2 separate regions of the Gossypium hirsutum genome follow, and region 2 is linked to region 1. Evidence: chromatin contacts called from public Hi-C data. All regions are on one chromosome and are shown on one strand. Each heading gives the region's core, a stretch centred on a gene start, on an enhancer-like site or on the middle of the called end of the contact. The rest is flanking DNA. Distances are from core to core; before and after follow the strand shown.

Evidence for each region. A called contact is a pair of places that touch in the nucleus more often than the background predicts.
Region 2: a contact with region 1 is called in a Hi-C map of leaf, with 3 times the contacts expected there. The contact joins the promoter of LOC107918264 here to the enhancer-like site in region 1. A contact is called at or near these places in 7 of 34 Hi-C or Micro-C datasets (cotyledon, fibers, hypocotyl and 2 more).

What each region holds. Positions count from the first base shown.
Region 1 is chrD13:15,040,412-15,047,061 of Gossypium_hirsutum_v2.1, reverse strand. LOC107920047 (CSC1-like protein At1g69450) reads right to left here. Exons shown (of 12, transcript XM_041108776.1): 10 at 6,618-6,650; 11 at 6,353-6,529; 12 at 5,797-6,092. The coding sequence ends at 6,362. Among protein-coding and RNA genes, the nearest start is that of LOC107920047, 9.4 kb to the right of the region's middle. Within about 2 kb of position 2,106, at least 8 of the 9 cell types and tissues checked have an H3K27ac peak or open chromatin away from gene starts, as enhancers often do. A contact at or near this core is called in cotyledon, fibers, hypocotyl and 1 more, where this site is marked.
Region 2 is chrD13:15,333,279-15,340,395 of Gossypium_hirsutum_v2.1, reverse strand. It overlaps LOC107918264, which reads right to left and starts at 2,783. Exons shown (of 2, transcript XM_016847787.2): 1 at 2,481-2,783; 2 at 714-2,259. The coding sequence starts at 2,218. The coding sequence ends at 1,175.

The DNA of each region.
Region 1 (6,650 bases), core at 857-3,356:
ATGCATGAGAATAATGATTCAAATGGTAAGTTATATTAACATGGTATAAGTTAATTATGGTATGTTTTAAAATGGTACCAAGGTGACCAATTATGCATATGTTTGGTTAAGTTGAATGCTTGTTTTTGAGGTGCCTTATGTGGCATATTGGTTAAATGAAATTTGGTCATTCGAAATGGTCTTATTACACATGTTTTAGGTATGTTTAATGCTTGATTGTGTATGCAAATGACTTGTATGTGTGTACTTGAATTGGGTGAAAGAAATGGCTTGAATTTGGCCTATTTCTTGTCCACAAGGCCTAAGACACAAGAGTGTGTCTCAGTCGTGTGTGACACGCGGCCATACAAAACGATCGTGTGTCCTTTGTAAGTTTCAAAGGGTAACAAGTCAGGCAGTTACACGGCCTAAGACACGGGCGTGTGTCTCAGTCGTGTGAGTCACACGGCCTGGCCACATGGCCGTATGACCCTTGCAGTTTAAATTTTTCTAAGTTTTTCCTTAAGGTTTCATATGTTTTCAATTTAGTCCCGAATCATCTTTAAAGTGTTTCTAGAGCCTCGAGGGCTCGAATAAGGGACAATATGCATGTGTTTGATTGGACTATGATATGATTTACAAAATGTTTTTGAAATGGATGATTTTAAGTTACGTTTTTATGGTAATGCTCTGTAACCCTATCCTGACGATGGATACAGGTTAGGGGTGTTACATTCTGTCCACATTTCCAATTCTCACAAACAAAATTTCTGAAAGATGAATGTTGCACCCAATAAGCCAAAAAGTGAAAATGGCTAATTGGTCTATTAACAATAGAAGAATCCTTTGATAGCAAAAGCTACTTGTGATCTAATTTCAAATGTCAGAGGTGAAAAAATAAAATATCCGGTAACATTCAAAACCAATCAAAGTTACCAATAGCCCTATCCAGTCTCTCAAATGTAGTCCCCCTTCTCCAAGTAAATTGGGGCCCCTTAAGTCCAAGATTTTTAAGACCATTCACCATGATAAAATCTTGAAACAGTTTACACCCAGAGGACACCGATCGACCCCCTCTTTTCTCATCCGGTGATAGGTAAGCATTAAAGTCACCCACCAATAACCAAGGCCCATTAACAAAGCGAGTAATTAAATTCAACCAGTTCCATAAATCCCTACGCTTTTGCTTGTCCAGAATACCATAAACGAAAGTCACAAAAACACCTTGAACCTCCATTTCCTTCTTAATGTAACTGTGAATAAGTTGGGGATTATTATTCAATACCTGAATCTAAATTCCACTCTTCCAATAGATTCAAACTCCCCCAGAAAAAGTCCCGAGCTTCTACTCTATGAGAGAAGTCAAAACCAAGCTTAGAAATAATTTTGTCCGCCTTAGGACCACTAACCTGAGTTTTAAGGAAAATTACTATCTCAACTTTATGCTCCACAAAATAATCATTAACCACCTTGATGAATTTAGGACTTGGACAACCTTGGCAGTTCCAAACAAAAAGAATAGGCAATTACATAAATGGCAAGAAAAGAAACTTCACCTCACAAGGTGTCTATATACCATCTATTACTAGCTTACTACCATCCTCCGCCTCAAAAATGGAATTGGTAACCACTCTTTCAATATCGTCAACAATACGACTCATTGCCTCCGAAATAAGCAATCGCTCAAACCCTCGGCTCTTAAAATTGCTGCTCTTACCCCTTAAAGATATAGAAAATTTTTTACCACGTTTGGGTCCCCCTCTATATGAAGGGACATTCCAGAATCGCTCCCCAGTGCCACCTCCAGCTTTTTATTAGTCCTCCATCCGTCTTCCAGTAGGTTAGGGTATTGATTTTTGACAAAAATCACAGTCGAATGTTTATCCATATTAAGCATAGTTTTCAAGGCCCTCTCTACCAGTAAATTAGAACCCCCACTCGTTGTCGGTGAAATGTGCTGTGCAATAGACGTTTCCTGCAAAAAAAAAATCTTTAGCTTCAAATTGGTTAAATGACCCCAGTTTATCCATAGGAATCGGGTCCTTCCTGATATGACCCATTCCATCCACAAATTCTGAAGCACCTATGGGCCCACCAGCTGCATTTGAAGTATTACCAATGACCAGGCTTCTCATGTTAACAGACTCAAATTCTTTAACCATGTCATACGGCCCAAAGTCTTTGCCATTCCCACGGTCCAAAATGGAATTATCAACACCCAAAGGGTTGTCATAAATGACCAATCTTTTCCCTTTGATTTAGCATTAAATTCAAGCAGGATATTCTGCACAGCATGTATCTCATTTAGGGGTGAGCGTTCGATCGAATCGAATCGAATAAAAAAATTTCGAGTTAATCAAGTTGACGAATCATATTTTATCATCCTAATTTGATTTGAAATTTTTTCGAATCGAGTCGAGTGAGATGGAATTCGAATCGAATCGAATATATTTGTTCGAGTTAAATTTTAAAAAATAAATTTGGGTCCTTTTAACCACCGTCACCCATCGTAATAAAATTTGTCCACCTTAATCAATTTTTTTATTAACTTTCATCACCTCATAATTTATTTATTAATTTTTTATATACTGGTTAGCTTCTTTGCTTGCTTAGTTGTTTCAATTATCTTCAGATTCTTGTCACTATGTATTTTGGAATTAAAAAATATATTAAATATAAAAATATGATTTTTTAATAAAAGTTATTTTAAAAATAAAATGTGAAATTGATACCAATATAAAATTTTAACACGAATATTTTATAGCATAATTAATAATTCAATTTTAATATAAATATTCAATATGAGTAAACAATTCAATAATATAAATAATAGAAAATGTGAAATTTAATTTAATAATATAAATAGTAGATATAAATAAAATTATTACTATTTATGTTTAGTGATTTTTTTTTGGATAATTTTGATTTTTTATTTGAGAGTAAAGGGTGAGAAGTAAAAGTTTAGGGGGAAAATAAAAAGTTTTGGGAATAAAAGTTTGAGGGAAAGTAAATAGTGGGGAGTAAAATTTTGGAGGGAAAATATTAAAAAAAATTGGAGGGGGGAGGGTTTGGGGTAGATGGGAGGTGGGATGGGAAGGGAATAAAAGTTTTAGAGGAAAAGTGGGAGGGAGTAAAAATTTTGGGAGAAAATAAAAGGTTTTGAGGGTTTTTATGAGTAAAATTTTGAGAAAAAGTAAATGGGAGAGTAAAATTTCGGTGGGAAATGAATTTTGGGTAGATTGTGGGGTTGGGAGGGTAGGGGAGTAAAAGTTTTGGGGGAAAAGTGGGAATGAGTAAAAGTTTTGAGGGAAAAGTAAAAAGGTTTGGGAGTTTGGGGTAAAAATGTAAAATATTATAGTTTGATATTTGAATTATTCGAATTATTCGAGTTATTCGAATTCGAAAACTCAACTCGATTCGAACTCGAAATTTGAAAAAAAAAATCGAGTTGATTCGAATAACTTGGTTAACTCGAATAACTCGATTCGTTTAACTCGAAATTTAAATTTTTTTTCGATTTTTTCGAGTCGAATCAAGTTTTGCTCACCCATAATCTCATTGTCCTTTAAATTAAGTAGAGCATTAAATCGAGATCCCTTAAGGTTTGCACTTTCCTTAACAACCTTGCCAGAGCCCTTACATCGATCAGGCCTCCTTGACCACTGGTCAACTAACATCCAATGCCCAAATTCGTCAGCTCCTTCATGATTAACCATAGAACCATTGGATCGTGTTTCCAAGTTCAAATCAACATTTTCACCTCCTAGTTTTTCCTGAACATACAAAGTCAGGCATGACTCTTTCATATGTCCATAATGGCCACACGCAAAGCATACATTAGGAAGAGATTCATACTCTACCCTCTGCACCCGACCATCCACTTTAATTCTAGAACTAATGGTTTATTCAGGTTAACCATAACTGCCAAGCGAACAAACCTACCCAGCAGGGCATTCCCTGTGTTATCATCCGACTTGATGACTCTACCCACAATCTCCCCAATAGATTTGATAAGAGTTTTTCAATACATAAACCCTGGAACACCTGGGAATCGAATCCAAATGACAACATTCGGCGGGAACGGTTGGCTCATGGAAAAGTATTCAGTCCAAGGTTGCACAGTAAGATAATGCCCAAATACTATCCACGGTTCTTCAGTAAGCGCCTGAACATAATCATCTTCCTCTTGTAGTTTGACCAAAAAATAATCATTTTTTAGATCCATAATCGTTATAGGAGTTGAAGGTTTCCACAAATTATAGATCTTATTTGAGAGTGTATGATAGCCAATTTTCTTTCTCAAAAGTTTCACGATAACTGTCCTAACATTCTCCTATACAAAATCTGATGAACACTATTAGAAAATCTAATCGACGAAATGTAATCCTCTGTTCCAACAGTCACATCACCCTCAAGCAACTGAACATCATCCACATCTATTTCTAGTACATCTTTCCCCAACGATTTCTTGGACCCTATTAGCATGTCCTTGAAGGAAATATTTTATATCTTAGTTATATTTCTTTTATATTATATTATATGTTATATTGATTCTATTAGTATATTATATATTAATATAGTAATATAATATTACTAATATTACTGACTCCATTTTTATTTTCTAGTTTATTTTATATTTTAGTATATTTTACATCTAAATTATATAGAATTTTTTTTATATAGATCGATTTAATAGATTTAATATAGATTAAATTTATTTCTATTTAGTTTAGAGTTCTAAATAGAGATAAATTAAGTGTAGCTTTTAATCTTATGTTGTTAGTTGAAAGAGTAAGCAATCTCACATTGTCTAGGAACAAGCTACAAATAAATTTTTAGTCTATATACTCATATCTCACATCCCACATCGCTTAAGAAAACAAGGGAAATGAGACTTGGGGTCTATATAAAAATCTGTTTTATAAGTTTTATCTCCACATTAATAGGTGACACCAAAAAATAAAAAAAATGTTGGTGTTGTCACTTTTAGTGCTGATGTGGCGGAAAGCACTTTCAAAAAATCTATCTATTCCTATAATTTTCCCAAAAAAGGCCTAATCTGGTAAATTTGAAAAAAAAATGGTATTTTTGAGTAATAAAGTCCATAAATTGTTTATCAAATAGTCTAGTTATTTACAACTTTTACTCTTATCAAATAACATAATTATATTTCATATTCAACTTTTACTAATTTATCAAAAAAATTAATATAAATTTAATAATTATAAAATTTAGTACTAAAAATTTATCACATAATTTTTTGGCAAGTAAAATTAATATTTAGATTGTAAAATAAATCCTTATTTATTTATCTACTGTCAATATATAAATTAGATAATCTCATCTATCTTGTAATTATTCAACTGTATGTTGCAGATGCCAGGTAATTTATAAGGGCAACTTCCATTAATCTTTGGTTTGTGAGATGGAATGTTTATATTAGATAAGGCTAAGCAAAAAAAAAAAAAAAAAAGAACCGAAACGAACCAACCGCTGTGTTAGGGTTATATTTGATTTTGAATCTATTATTATTTAAATCTATTTGGTTTTAATTGATTCGTAATTTATAAGTTAAAATTTGATACGAATTTAGTTGCGGTTTTTGAAAAACCATAATAAAATTAAATTAAATTATTTGTTTACGTATTTTGTAAAAGTTATTAATTTAATCTTTATATTTTAATTTCATTAATTTTAGTTTTTATTTTATTTTTCGAATTAGTTAATTTTAATCTCTATACTTTTTAAAATTTAAAATTTTAGTCCCAACCCAAATAATAATAGTTAAATTCGTTTGGTTAAATTCAATTACTAGTCAGTGTGTATAGAAGTAGTTTTAGCCCTTATTCTCCAATTAGATCATTCTAAGTCCCTATAAATTTTGGAAATATAAACTTTCAGTCTTGATGCAAATGATAATCATTAATCCAAATTAAAGTATAAGGACTAAATCAATCATTTTTGCAAAGTACAGGAACTAATAGCAGGATTTAACCCATAATAACTGCATGATAACTGCAATGTTTCCAAAATCGAATCAAACCAAGTTGTTATCACCCCTAATAGTAGAACCTCCTGAAAGCTTCCGGAAAGTAGCTACCAAACTGGAAATACTGCACGGTTTCATTAAAATTCAAGGGAATGTCTAATGGAAAAAGCAGGTTTATAAACAAGAAATTTTGGGAGTGATAAAAGTTTAAAGTTTAGGGAAAGTAAGGTCAGAATTGTTTTGCTAAATAATGGTTCATTTACAAGCCCATACACACACACACACACACACAAAAAAAAAAAGAAGAGGAGAAATTGCAAATCAATGAGGACACTAATAAACATAAGGTCCAAGCATGTATTAAGTATAGATTTTCTCAAATACCTCCGATGGCTAATGTCGAACTTGAGCAGCAGATATAAGAGGGCTATTAAGACTATCAGAATTTGCAGAAAACTGAATTGGTAGCAAGGCAGGATCCTGATATGCAGCCACTAAGTTATCGTAGAATTCGGCCATTTTCGGATCATACCGGTCTTCCCTGTCTCTCTTTATCAGAACCTGCAAGATTCAAAACCCGAGCCAAGATCACGATAGAGGATTTATGCTACAATTGTGAAACTCGTGAATGGGACGTAAAGATACGTACCTCGGCAGGGTAAGCGATGAAATTTGGCAAGAA
Region 2 (7,117 bases), core at 1,534-4,033, 290 kb before region 1:
TGATCACCCAATTTTTAGAGGCTTTCATTTTGGTTACCGAATGACTTCAAAAAAATTCAATGATCAAAATAAAAGTGACATAGATGTTGAATGACCAAAACGGAAGTGTAAACATGAGGTAGACATGATTTGGCATGTACAATCAACCGTCGTTAAAGATTTATCGCGTAAGTGATTAAAATGAAAACACTCTAAAAATTAAGTGACAAAATTGCAATAATTTCTTTTAGACTTAGAGGATCAAAATGAAAACGCAAAGTTAGTTGACCAACTGGGTAATTTAGTCATTTTAGAATGTGAATAAAGTATAATTTGCACGCCCACCCCATGTTCGTATAAATTACTAGTAGAAAGCAGAAATAATGAAAATCATTTTTTTTTCCAGAAAATGGAAATCTTCTTAATAGCAGGAATAATCATCTGCTAATTTACAACTCTTTCCTTGCATTCTTCTCTCTCCATATGGCCATTTAGTTTAAAATTCAATTTTTAGAGATTCCAAAGTGATGTAGAAAGTGCAATCAATGATCCCTATAAACAGAAGCTCAAGTTATGAGAAATTGCAGTCAAACCAACCCTTGGAAAATGGCATTTAAAGAATATGAAGCATTCAATCCATCTTTGTATCTTCAAAGTCAGTTCATTTGAGATAAAACTTAAAAGTTTAAAAAAAAAAAAACCATTTCCCGGAACATTCTCAATATCTATCTTCTGATTAATCAGTACTCCAAGCTCTACATTTTACTATTTATTAAGCACGTCGAACAAGAATATAAATGCAAGTACAAGGATAGTAAAAAAAAAAAGGAACATGAAAAGGTCCAACAATTTGATATGGAACCCTTTGGATAATTGATGAATAGTTCTATGCAGCTTATATTCAATCAAATTATTGTATTAACTTTGTTTTTATTCCATGGCTAGTAGTAGATCACAAGAAATTTTATGCACCTGAACCATGTATGTCTATGGAAGAGTTGGAGAATCATCTTCAGCATAGTATGAGCTGCTAAAACCCATCTTGCTCGAGTTTTTGATGAAACAACAACAAATTCATCTTCATCAGTATTCCCAAGTAATGCTATTTTCTTGTTAGAACTCGATAAATATTAGCTGATAGCATAACAATGGACATAGCAATGGTCATCAACACAAAACAATTTGGCAAAGGTGGTTATGGTGTATCCAATATTGATTGACATTCACCATCCGAGGCTTCCATAGTGTACGATCTGCAACTGAAATAGAAAACCGTACTCATCATGGAATCCATGAGCACCACAAACGAATACATTATTACCAACAGAGGCCCTTCCCAGATCCTAGAAGACCCATCTCCATAACTTAATACTTTTACTCTATGTTCAAACAACCCTTCCACAAATGCTAAACCAATTGTAGATCCAAGAAATATCAAGAGACCAACTTGAGTCTGCCCCTTAATAAGAACACCGGCCCGAAGCATTGCCTGCGGTCCTGAAACTTCCTCCAACACGCAGATTACAATCCCGATATTGCAAACAACAATGGCATACGCGAAGGCAACCGAGAACACTAGCCCCATCATTATCACCGCATACACAATCAAGTCAGGTGCAAAGCCAACAACAGAAAGCAAGCTACATGCCACAACAAGGAAAACAAAGAAAGTGGTCACACAAGCAACAATAACCGTACACATCCACACATATGTGCAAACGAGCCGCCTCCAAAACTTTAGGATTATCGTGAAAAACTTTGAAGCATCGGCCGGTTTCCTCGAGTAAGTACAATCTACACAATAAACCACCGCAGCCTTGGATAACAAAGACAATGTGATGAACAAAGGGAAGCACATTGCGGAGGAAACAGCCGACTCGGCGAACCTTTGTGACGACTGTTTGATGAAAGGCTTCAATGGGAGTCCACAGGTTTTGGCAACTAACAAAAGCCTAACAGTTAATCTCTTCACAATGGAATGATCAACTAACAAATTAGACATAAAGACCAAAGATACAGGGCAAATAAACAAAACTGCAATGATAAAAAAACTGGACGAATTGTACCGTAAAATCCTAACAGTTTCTCTTAAGATCTCTAATGCATTCATCGAATGGAATTGGTGGTTATCATCACTAACATCATAGGATGATTCTAGCTCAAAACTTTCTTCATGGGTTTCCTTAGATCCTTCTTTCTCTAAATGATCTGATCTCATTCGTACGCTACCAGTTTCCATTTTCGTTAATCAAAACCCAGAAAAGATATCGACCCCAGCAGCTAAACAAACACAGGAAATTATATAAAACAGAAGTGTAAATCAGATCTGCAAGAGCTTGACGCACCTTTGTAATCCCCGAGAAGTTCACGAAGAAAACACAGTAAAAGTGAAAAGCATGAAGATTGTGGGATTGGAGGGAAATTCTCGAGTGTTAAAAAAAACAAGTCTTTTATGGAAGAAGAAGAAAAGAAAGATTGGTTATTAGAAAAAAAAAACGTACGAATTTGGATGTTATAGCATTGGCATGGCAAAACAAAGGGTATGTCTGAAGAAGTTAGCTGCCATTTTTTGAGGTGCTATGCCATCGTGCCGGCGTTCGTTAGTCTGTAACGGATTGAAAATGGGCTTTGCTTTTTTATGTTTTGGGGTTTTCAAGATTGGGAAATAGTTGTCAACACTGGACATGGAGGAAATCAGATTCAACAGGTGACTACCATTTTTGGAATTTGCGGCCTAAATCTTTTACAAAATTGGGATTTTCTTTATAAAAACCAATTGGGCTTTTGATTGATTAAACTAGGATAAACTACACTATACTCATTTTAAAATAGAATTTATTTTATTTTAATTATTTTTAAATTTAATTGCCTTAATTAAGATAGGCTCACGTGGTTAACTCATTGAGAGTAATTGAATCTTAGGATCTCTACATATTAAACTTTGATCAAATTAAGAAGATTTTGGTTCCCAGTGCTGCTGACAAAAAGTAAGGCGTCTAAAAGCTGGAAGCTTGACTTGAAGAAGTGTACACCTGCGCAGCTCAAAACTATCCAAGGTGAAGAAGCTTCTTCAACATTGGCACTCACACACACACACGTGCATATCTCATTGCCTGATCTGCTTAATGAAAGCATGGATGAAGTCAAGTAATTGTTATGAGAATGATGATTAATACAGATTTCAGGACATAATTCTTAAGTTCCCTAAACAGAGCTGCGGTGGAGATGGGTACGGTGGGGGAATTTGGGTGGCTTTGACTCTGACTCAGGTGAGGATAAGTGATAGGAGGCTTGAAGATGCTGTATGGAGATGGTGGTTGTTGAGCAGTAGAGAAAAAAAAAAGAGAGAGAGGTCCCAAACAAAAAATAAAATATCACTTTTCTATTATTCAATGGGTTAATTCAATGGGTTAACGTCTCAAGTGAGTAATTCATTAATGGATTATTAAAATTTGTAACGAAAGTGATTAATTCAAATAATAGTGACTAAAATATGAGAGTTTTTTATATAAATAATATAAAAAATTAATTAATTACGAAAATAAATTGGAGGATAAATTATTTATGAAAATATGTTGTTTGTTACAGTACCCGTCGGTGTAGCCTGACACATTGGTGGCACCACCCTCCTTTTTTAGCCAATCATTATGTAATCATATGTTTTAAAGAAAAACATAATCTTTTATTAGTGCCGACACTGTGCCAGGTAACATTGATATGTATTTTTCTAAAATGTCCTTGAAAATACGAGTATATATGGTAAAAAAAAATTGTAATGGAGTCACCAGTTTGTCAGGCGGCACCGGTGAATTTAAAAAAAAACAATGTCAGATAAAAAGCTGAGACAAGAAAAAAATATTTTTTAATGGGTGTCATCAGTGTGTCAAGCAACACCAATGAATTAAAAAAAACAGTGTCAAAAAAAGTTGAGACAGAAAAAAAATATTTTTAATAGGTATCGTCGGTGTATCATGTGACAACACTGATAATTTCAAAATAAATTATTTTTTAATAGGTGCTACCGATGCATCAGACAACGCCACTAATAATTTTTAAAAATATACATTTTTAATAGGTGTCGGTGTGTTTGGCAACACCATTGATAATTTAAAAAAAATTATTTTTTATGAGTGTCGCCAGTGTGTCAGACGACACTTGTACATTTAAAAAAAAGGTTGTTAGGGAAAAAATGAAAATCGAAAAAAAAATTATTAGTGGTGCTACCAACATGTTAGGTGACACCAGTAGTTTCGCGATGCTATCAAGATGTACCAACTAGTATTTATACCCACCCCCACCCCACCAATTCTATTGAAGTTTTGGGTTTCTGTTTAAATATTTTGTTTGAGTTGAAGTTTTTGCTTTCTATTGAAGAGAAGAAGAAAAAAGAGGAAAGATTTATGTTTAGTAGAAAGGGAGAAAACAGAAAAGAAAAGAAGAAATATTTGTGTTTTAGACTTCAAAAATCAAGTTTGAGTTTATAAGGTTAGTTTGTAATTATTTGTATGTAATTATATTTTTCAGTAGGATCTAATATTTTTTTTAAATAAAAGCTATTTTTTATTTTTAATTTATTTTATCCTACATGCCTCAATCATCTGTCGGTAGACCACGAGGGTTTTAGACTTCCCAATACCCGAACAAGTAAACCATTTGAAAATAAAGCAAACTTGTTTGAACAAATTTTCATAAAAAAATTCTTGATGGAAATTTTAAATTTTTTACCTATTTGCAAGTGGGAACACATGTGGTTAGTGACTCACTGATACTAGAAATGACATCTTGTACAATGCCTAGGACTATAGTATTATTAGGCACCCATCTATATCTTGTGTATAGAGCTTTGTCGCTCGAAAACACTTACAATATAATGTTGCTAATACTGCTGAGCCCCAACTGTATGAACAGGTAGCTTGCAAATCAGTCAATAGAGACGAGTATATCATGTGGACTTTACTATTTGCATCCGGCATAAATACCCCTTATCAGTTGCTCAGTTGCAGTATATTCGCTCGAGCAGCGCACATATTCTCCAACTCAGTGGCACTACTCGATAAGGTTTCAAAATTTTCCTTTAACCAAGATTTCAAAATGGTAAACCTAGCTTCACCATCAACGAGCGAGCGTCCAAGCAATTAATAGCAGAATGTCACAGGTTCGAACACTTTACCTAAACCTATGACCGCATCATTGTCAATTGGGAGCCCGAGTTTGTAATGCCCTAAATAATTTATTTCTATTTTTGTAAATCTTAACACAAATATGTATTTTCTTTAGTGATTAAGTGTTCTGGGTGTGTGTGTGAGGTCTTGGGTTCAAGTCTCACTTTTGGCAAATTCTGTTATTTTTTATCCTAGCCTTATCCCTGTTAGGTAGGCTTATGTATTATTATTTGTAAACTTATATTAGAATGAGTCTACTGGTTCGAGTGGTAAGGAGTTAGTTTGCTAGAGGTCTTGTGTTCAAATCCCTATGCGAGTGTGTGTGTTAATTTTTGTTTCGGATATCTGTTAGAGGTTTGATGGAGTTGGGAGTTTGAAGTAGTTAGATGTGGTTAGTGGGGAGGATATTATGGGATGCGGTTGTTAGTGGGAGTAGAGATGTTAATCAAAATCAAATTGATTATCTTTTTATTTTATTTTATTTTTTTCAAATTTTTTCTATCTTCCCAAAAGTTTGAAGTTAGTTTTCTCTTTTCTCTGCCACATTCTTCTTTCTCTTCTTTTTCCTGCAATTCTGTCTATAATCTTCTGTTGTATCATTGTATTTCAAAATTTCTGTGTTCATCGTACGATTCTGGTAAGTGGGGTTTTGTTTGACTATAGGTTTCAGTTTCTGTAAACTGATTGAGATTATTCTTTTCGTTGGAATTTCAATAATGGGGTAAAGTAGGAGGAAAGTAATTCTTTGAGAATGTTTTGCGCAGGAGTTGTCGGGGAACTTGTGATTAGCGCTTCAACTGCTTAAATCGTGAGAGTAATGGTTCTTATCGGCGGTAAGTTCGTTTGTGTGATTCAATTTTTTGTTGTGGATTTTGTAAATTATCTGTTAATCAGTCGTTAGAATGCTATTTTTAGGTTCTGGTGGTCTCGAGAGTGGGTTTGCATCAAATTTGAACCAGGTGTGCACTTAAAACTCAAGAAAACGAGGTTCCAAAAAAGCTAAAAATTGGGTCTATCGAAACCACACGGGCATGTGCGACAAACGGCTGTGTGACTGTCAAAGGTGAGGCCATGTGCGAGACATGGCCGTGTGACAACGATTGTGTGGCTGTGTGGGCTACACGGGCTAGGCCAGATTGGACGTGTGGGTGCACACAGGCATACCACATAGGCGTATGGATTTTGGGCCAGGCCGTGTGGGCCATATGGGCAAGGCTAATTTGGGCATGTGAGCCATAAGAGCATGTAGGCCCAAAATTCTGAAATTTTCCCTAAGGTCGCACGGGTTGTTCCAAACATCTGTGGGCCTACCATAGGGTCGGTAAGGGCTAATCAAACCCTTTTTCATGTGATCTAATAATTTGATAGTCTAATCTGAGTAGAAAACTATTATGTATGTTATCCGTATATGAGCATGTTAGGCATGTTAAATCTATTATTTCTATATATGTATTTTGTATCTGTGTTTGGGGCAGGATTTGTATATGCAGAGGAAGTGATCTGTACGGCAACCTTTTGCCTATATTCTGGTAGCTTGACTGCATATTATTTGTTATGTTTCGCATCGACAATATATAGTGTATAGGGACGGGTAGGTGTTTTTAACCCCACATGGCGTGATAGGATGGACGAAAATGGTGTGTAGAGGATGGTGGTTGGATTCTGTATATCTGTCTTGATTATTTGATTCTGATATCTGTATTTGCTAATGACTTAAATCTATATTTGTATTTGTCCTGTATATAAGAATATTTTGTACATTTGTATGTTTATCTCTATTGGTTTACACACTGAGTTTATGAAAACTCACATCTGTTTGTCTGTTCTGTACAAGTAACCCTCAGACTTAGGCGGGTCGATGCGACGGAGGCTCAGTGATGACCAATAGATAAAACATCCTTTGGTTTTAACGATTTATGAAAAAATGATTTTACACAAACAAAAGTTTTTCTGGAAACACAAATTGAGTTTCTAAA